Linked DNA regions of Rattus norvegicus: region 1 is linked to region 2. The links are chromatin contacts, called in public Hi-C maps. All regions are on one chromosome and are shown on one strand. The core of a region is the stretch at or near the end of the contact, and the rest is flanking DNA. Distances in the headings are between cores, read along the strand shown. Region 1 has its middle 3.7 kb from the start of Bin3. Region 2 overlaps Pebp4 (phosphatidylethanolamine binding protein 4).

The links. A called contact is a pair of places that touch in the nucleus more often than the background predicts.
Region 1: a Hi-C map of the A7r5 cell line shows a contact between it and region 2, with 2.9 times the contacts expected there. The contact joins two enhancer-like sites. A contact is called at or near these places in 6 of 12 Hi-C or Micro-C datasets (the A7r5 cell line, the Rat2 cell line, kidney and 3 more).

Annotation. Positions count from the first base shown.
Region 1 is chr15:51,577,856-51,581,755 of GRCr8, reverse strand. No RefSeq gene overlaps it. Among named protein-coding and RNA genes, the nearest start is that of Bin3, 3.7 kb to the left of the region's middle. Within about 2 kb of position 2,050, at least 14 of the 93 cell types and tissues checked have an H3K27ac peak or open chromatin away from gene starts, as enhancers often do. A contact at or near this core is called in the A7r5 cell line, where this site is marked.
Region 2 is chr15:51,512,202-51,516,086 of GRCr8, reverse strand. The region is part of intron 3 of Pebp4 (phosphatidylethanolamine binding protein 4); the gene reads right to left. Among named protein-coding and RNA genes, the nearest start is that of Egr3, 46 kb to the left of the region's middle. Within about 2 kb of position 2,361, at least 7 of the 93 cell types and tissues checked have an H3K27ac peak or open chromatin away from gene starts, as enhancers often do. A contact at or near this core is called in the A7r5 cell line, where this site is marked.

The DNA.
Region 1 (3,900 bases), core at 801-3,300, 66 kb before region 2:
CTATCAGAATAGGGGCAGATAACACTGCTGTTGAAGTCCCCCTCAGCCAACTTCCAAGTGCACTGTTATATTGGTTCTCAACCTTCCTAATGCTTTAATACAGTTCTTCCTGTTGTGGCGGCGACCTACAACCATAAAATGATTTTTGTTGCTATTTCAAAACTGTAATTTTGCGACTGTTATGAATTATAATGTAAATGTCTGATGTGCAGGACCTGCAAAGGGGTCAGACCTATCATAGCTTGAGAACCACTGAGCTAGAGGCTCTTGGGAAATGGGACAGAGGAGACAGGACCCGAACAGAGACAAGACCAGAGAAATGAGCAGGTCTGAGCAATTGTTGATGTCTGAGGATGAAGCTAAATATGAATCTTTAGAGAGAAAAGGATTCAGTCTGAGGCCTAACTGGGACTCTTTGCTTATTGCCGACCTCAGACTTTTAACATAATCAGCAAGACCTTCTAGGTTACTGGGGAGATTGTTGGCTTCCCAGGGTCTGTCTGGGAAGTGTCTGGAAGTCTCTGAACTCAGCATGGCCTTCCTTCCTTTCAGCAAGCAGGACCTTAGGCATAGGGTGGATAGTCAGGTTCCTTCATGTTCTGCACACCTAGAAGCTTCTCTCTGTGACCCTCCGGGTGAGTGAGTGGTACTCCTCCCTAGGTAGCTGTGCACAGGAACCCACCTAGCGCACATGGTCTGCAGAACTACAATCTGTGTCTTGCCTTTCTATAACCAAAGAACAGTATAATACAGGTTGATCCTGCCTCTTCAGGGATGGAAAGGAGCAAGGTTGGTTTATAAGTAGAAGCTGAGACTGGAAGGGCTTCAGGCAGAGGTGATGCTCCTGACTGAAAACCTGGTAAATATTGCTTCTTCCCCAGATGGCAGATGGCAGAGGTCTGTTTAATGAGCAAAGCTATAGAGGAACAGATCTATTATTGCCCCAACCTCTCCTCAGAGTCTTTAACTCAGGAACTTATATACAAATGCTCTGGGGGGGGGGTGTCTCAGAATATGTTACATCTTGCTTTGTCCTAGCCTTTCCAATATGAAGTTTAGGGATGGCCCAACTCTTTCACAAAGCCTCATGGAGGCTCCTGAAATGGACCAAGATCCAGGCCTTCAATGTTCTCCATGGACCTCAGCTTGCTTCTCCATGCTTTTCAATTGCTTAGAAGGGTACCACTAAATCAGAGTTCCCCAAGAAGCCAAGAGCCAATGGTATGAAATGGCAAGCTAGGGTGACAGAAGATGAGGGTGTCAGAGTAAAATTTTGTGGAGAATGGGAAGCCCACATTGGCTACTTAAAAGTCATATCTCAAGCCAGGATGACAAACAGCAAGTGACTGGATGAGGAATCTCTACTAGGCTTTGGCTTTGCCTCCAAGGGGTTAAGAGTTACTTATTTCTTCCAATGGGCTTCATCTTCCTTGACCACAGTCTAAATCAGGTTTGACAAATGAGTGTCATTCCATGTGCCAATTTTGACTGTTTATTACTAGCTGTCTAGACTACTATATTGAGGATTCTGGGAACTCACTCTGTGAGTCTGATGAAGACATTCTGTGATGGATTAGTAATGTCTGCCATGAATGAGCAAAGGGGCTAAGATGGTATGTGTGCCATCTTATTTTGTTATTCTGACAAATAGTTAATAATCAATCAACTATGCATGCCATACCATGCACTTGTCTAGGTAACCAATATTTAATCCTTACAACAATGCTGTGATGTAGGTGATGCTATCACTGATGCCATCTTTACAGGTATGAAGCACAGCCATGGAGTGATGAAGAAGAATCCCAACCTGGGTAACCTAGCTCCAATTCTGCTTTTTTTTTTTCCACTTGAGTATATCACTTCTCCTTAATGACTTCCAAAGTTCTTGCCACCTTCTGACTGTCTTTAGCTCTGTTGAGGTGCAGTAGGCTCTCAGGCCAGCATTTGGAGCCAGAAGCAGCATGAGTACTGAAGGGCCAGCCTATTACCAAAGCCCGTAACTAAGAGCACTTTAATGCTTCCTGCCCTTTGGAAAGCTGGCACCAGCAGATGGCAGCACCTGGTAGGGTGAGAGCAAAGGGCACCTCCTGACTCAGCCTGGAAGACCTTCAGGGAGCCCATAACCCAGATGCCAAGGGAAGCCAAGGCAAACAAAGATGCAGAGGAAGTTTAGCCAGGGCACCAAGGAGTAGGGCCGCAGCAGACCTTAGATCTGCAGGGAGCCCCCGGAGCCAATGCTTTGATTCCACCTAGCAGTGGGAGCCTCTCAGTTTGCATTTCATGGTGCTTGCTGTGGGCTCCCCCCCCCCCTTCCTCCACTCTGGAAGAATGACTAAGTTTAAGGACTAAAAAAAAAGTGTTTTGATTACACTGCCTTTTCACCAACTGGGAGCATTAGTCACCCAGGATTGCTGCAGATAACGGGGAAGGCGAGCAGCGTCCCCCTCCTCCCCCTCCTTCTCTCCAATTAGCTCACAGGCCCAGGGAAGAGATGAGTGAGTGAGTTGGGGGGGGGGAGGATATCAGGAACAAAACAATCCCCTTTGGATGATCCCCAGGCACTGGAGTGTGAGGTGCCAGATGAGGTCAGGGGAGACCCCTGAGGTAGGGGTCAACCCACAGCAGTAGGTCCTCACTGTAGATAACTATCAGGACAGTATTAAGCCATGGCCAGCTGGCCCTGAGAGACCAATTTCCCCAGGTAGGTCCAGAGTACACTGGGAATGGGAAATGTAGGTAAACCATTAAAGACAGGGCTCCTGAGGGGGGGGGGGACCCTGGTGGGAATGCTGTTAAAGTGACACAGAGTAGGACTAACAACTGTCCCTGGATGGGGCCCTGAAGCCTTCATGTGGAGCTGGAATTTGCTGTCAGAAGAGGCAGCACTCACATACTATTCTTTGGAATAGCACCCTTCTCTGTTCCCAAGGAGCAGTATTTGCTGTGTTTGGCTGCTTTTATCTGATTTTTTTTCTGCTCCTACCTTGTTGCTGTGAAACTATAGGGCTAGGACATTCTCCTGCTCTGGCCTATTGGTCCAGGGGAGCAACTTTGGGCCCTGTGGTAAGGGCCTCTCATCAGGGATTGGGGTGACTTTGGCCCCTTGGCAGAGTTTTATAGCCCTTTCCTCCCATTCTGAATGGCCTTTCACATAGTAGGACTGTGTATACTAGCGTGAAGAATTTAAAATACTTGGATACACATAATTTTTAAATGCTAAAAATACTGGAAAAGGCAGAAACAAAACATTCATCCAACTTCTCCTAGGAGCAGGGTTTCGGCTACACATTCATTGCAAACACGGAATCGGTTTGGGACATTTAACATCCGCAAGTGCTAGGTATACTCTGGCTTCCAGAGCTTACAAGGCACTACTTTGGAGTGAATAGAGTTCAAAGAGATAGAAGCAGCTATTCTTAGAACAGTGGTTCTCAACCTTCCTAATGCTGTGACCTTCGTATGGTGAGCCCCTCAGCATAAAATTATCTTTGTTGCTACTTTCTAGCTGTAATTTTGCTAGTTATGAACTGTAATGTAAATATCTGGTATGCAAGAAACTTGCTATGTGATCCCTGTGAAAGGGTTGTTTGATCAGCAGAGGCGTTGTGACCCACAGGTCGAGAGCCACTATGTTACCAGGCAGTATCTAGGAATCTCTCCTGCTTTTGCTTTTCTGAGTATCTTTAGGCTGGTGTCAGGAAGCTCCCCACCCCTGCTGTGCCTTCTACAGTTCCCAATAACCATAATTACCATTGGAGAGTCTTGGTAGCACCAGGCAACGAAGTCATTCTATATCTATTAGATAATAAAACCCCGCATAGCAGTTCAGCAATGCAGTTTTTCTATCTCCTTTTGTTTTTTTAATAGATGGAGAAATCAAGGTTAAACCAGTTATCCAAG
Region 2 (3,885 bases), core at 1,112-3,611:
CTTTCTTCTGTGGACGCTATACCAGGGCATCATTCCATTGCCAACCTCTTATGGAACATGTGGGCTGGAGGGCTACAAGGTCTATGTCCATCAGAGTCATTCATAACCATCCCAGCCGAGTAAATGAGGGAGGCTAAGGCAGAGAGGTCAGGGCCTGTACAAGTCAGTAGGAAGTAAACTCTGAATGAAAGCCAGGCATTTCTGATCGCATGGGTGATGCTCTTTGTCCAGCCTCATGGTGTCTTTCAAAGGTTTACTTAGAAGTATACCAAAAGAAGCGACGAGATGAGCTGCTGGTGTGGCCATGTAATGGGGCCATGGTGCCCTCCACTTCGGGAAGAGTGGCCAGTATGTGTAGAGGGGGATGCATTTTTTTTTGTTTTTTGTTTTTTTTTTTTGTTAAAGAAAGTTTAAAGATTTCACAGAAACACACGTACATTCTGTAGTAGGTGGGAAACAGTGTGAGTCACTCTGAGGCCAGGGCCAGTTGGTGTGGTCATGGATGGCAGCTCTTCAGAGTTGTCTCCTCAGCTCTTCCTGGTCTGTCTCCTCTCTCATTTTACCCTACTCTGCCACCCTCTACCTCTCTTGGTCTTCCCTTTCTCCTCCTCTCTTCTGCTGCATCCTCCTGTCCTTCTTTTGTGGAGCTGGGAGCCTATCAGCATTACCCTCCAACCCCTTGCAACCTAGGAACAGATCCTTCAGGCAACTAGGTTTCCCACTCACCTCCCTCCAGGTCAGCCTTGCCTTTTGCAGTGTTCTACCATGGTGAGAATGTGTTCCTTTGTGCCCTCCTACAGAGTAACTGTGGCCCCATGTTCTCATCCAGCACTGGACAGGGAACTAGTGCTACCCAGGAAGGGACTTGGAGCAAAGATGACTTCATTTTACTTCATCTAAATGGAAAGAATCACTTGGATCTGGTAGTTACTACGTTAGGCATCAGAACTCAGTGTGTGTGTGTGTGTGTGTGTGTGTGTGTGCGCGCGCACTGGTCCCAAGACATTCTGGGAGGGTCCTCTGCACTGTCCCACCCCACCTCAGTGACTTTGTCTGGCTCTCCCTCCAAACCCAGGACACCTGAGAGGGTGCAGAGGTCGAGGTGCTGGCCTTGGTAATGGATGACCTTGCCTAAGTCATTTGACCCATGTGTTTACATGTGGTTTTCTACCAAGGCCTGCGTCACAAAGCAGCATGAATCTAGGAAATGGACTGAAATCTACAGAGCTAGTGAGATGGTTTTGACCTAACTCCACTCCTGGCAGGCATCTGCAGGTTCTCTGGCCTGGGTTGTTTGCTGCAGAGTGCTCAGACTTCCTCTTTAACCATAAATGTCTCCCGGAAAGTCTTCCTACAGAGGCCTCAGGGGCTTTCTCAGGGAATGTGTGAGTGTGTGCACACAGTCATTGAACATGCTATCCCAAAGAGCCATAGCCTAGTGCTAAGGGTGTGTGTGTGTGTGTGTGTGTGTGTGTGTGTGTGTCTGTGTCTGTGTTTATGTGTGTGTGCATGTGTGCAATTAGGCAGGAATCCCAGTTTGGGTGAAGGATTCTGATACTTGGGGCCCTGGCTTTATGAAATACTTAAGTCCCAAGTCAACTTAAGCAAACATGAGCTTCTACAGATATGTGTATACTTTATGTAGAGAGGTATAGGGAAGGGAGAAAATTATCACATCATACTTTGCTGCAATACCTTTTTCTCTTCCTTCCTTCCTTTCTTTCTTTCTTCCTTTCTTTCTTCCTTCTCTTTCCTTTCTTTCTTTCTTTCTTTCTTCCTTCTCCTTTCTTTCTTTTTTCTTTCTTTCTTTCTTTCTTTCTTTCTTTCTTTCTTTCTTTCTTTCTTTCTTTCTTTCTTTCTCTTTCTTTTGCAAAGCCTCTGCCCATAGGTCTTCTCAGACCTAGAGGAAGGATGATCCCTGACAGAGAGCTGTGTCAGGCTGCTTGGGTGTGGGGCATGTTCCCAGTCTAGGACTGAGGTCTGCTAAATCACTGAGGGAAGGGCCCTATGTTAGGGGAAAAAGTTCCAGAAATGAGCATTAGATGAAGCATGGCCAAAGTCTGGACAGCAACAGAGGCTTCTCTCTTCCTCCCAGAGAAGGTGTCTAGGCCTCCAGTTTCCTATGTCATAGAACCTGCCTGTCAGAGTATTGCATCAGAGTGAAACTGTGCTAGATGCCTTAGGGGAGAAGGCAGTGAGGGCTTGTGAGCTCAATTTTCCAACCTTGAGGTGCTCAGGGTCAAGTCCTTGGCCTCAGCCAGCTCTTTTCCGCACTTCCAACGATACTCCCCTAGACCTTACATAGATGGAAGTGGTCTCTAGGGGCATGTGGAGAGATGGGGTGTGAGTCAGAAATGACCAGGCTTTCATCAGCCCTGAATCAGAGGGAAGGCAGGGGGAAGGGTGGGAGTGACTGTAGATAGTCTTGTGGTTCCCTTAGGAACAAAAGCATCCTGAGGAAATCAAGGCCTTCGAAAGGTCCAAGGTTCCCAATGTGCCCAGACATACAGGCCATTTCCACACACTCCAGAACAGGACAGGCCATTAAAGGCTTGAGTGGCTTAGGAGAAGGGCTACCCAGGGGTAGGGAAAGGAAGGTAGGTCCCTAGGGTCCCTTGAACCCTGTGATTCGAGAACTTCTGACTGAGAGTTGAGATAGTTTCTTGTGACTAGGGGAATAACAGGCTGTGGTCAGAAGACCAAGATGGGTATGGGTACAGGAGAGAGTGCATCTTCCAGCATCCTCTTGCAGCATCTTTTATTTTCCCTGCAGTGTTTTTGCTTCCTTGTAGGTAGAAAGTTGAGGTTTTGGGTTATGTAGGGTATTTATAAGAAAACTATGGGGTGTTGCTCTCTTTTCAAAGCCAGTGGTCTCAATATCATCTGATACAGTAAGGTTGAGGTCTGGCTGCTTGATACCTCCTTTTAGGTCTCTATAGTCCCTTCTTTTTGCTCTTTCTGCTTTCCATTCAAATACGCAAAGTTCCCATCTGTGTCATGGCAGCACAAATATCAAAGCTACCTGTTAGAGCCAGAGAGCCTTGTCTGCCACAGGCTTTAACTTTGCCTGTCTCCCTGTCCAGAAGCGTCATCACTCAGGGTTACAGCCATTCATCTAGCACAGCATATAGATGAACTTTTCCAGGTGGTTTCTATGTATAGTCTGAACACTGCCTCCCTTCCCCTCCCCTTGATTGACCCCTCCCCATCTGTAGGTAGTTGTGCAGGCACAGATGAGTAGTGAACAGCAGCCCCATGACTGGGGATCATAGGGCCATAACTGATGATCTAGGGCCACTCCCGCATTCAACAAAGGGACACATTCATGACCCAGGCATCTAAGGACCAGATGTCCATAGCAGAAAGGTTCTAGAACCCAGATCTCTTGACCTCCCTACTTGGTTTGATAATCTCTAATGAGACAATGCTTTGAGTGGAGTGCTGTCTTCTTACAGAAACCCTGGGCACAGGGCTGCTTTGAGAAAATGCTTGCCAATGGACTTGCATCTCTTGGAGGACTCTTGTGTCATTCTTGCTGTTCTCATCCTCCTCATTACCACTTTTGAGGGAAGTTAGCTAGAAATGAGGATAGCAGGCAAACCACTCCTCCATCTCTTGGGTCACAAACCCTGTCTTAGCTGCATTTGGTCCTGAGATTTGAGTGAAGGAGTGGGTCTGTGTAGTGTAGCTACCCTGACTAACTGTTGGAGAAATAAACAAGATGCTATTGTGCCAAAAAGAGAGGAGTTACATCAAAAGTATCTCAGAAAGGAAGAAAGCCAATTTTTTTGCATCTGTGTGTGTGTGTGTGTGTGTGTGTGTGTGTGTGTGTGTGTGTGTGTGTGTGCCTTATGTGAGATGCATGGATAGGGGGAGAGAGGGAAA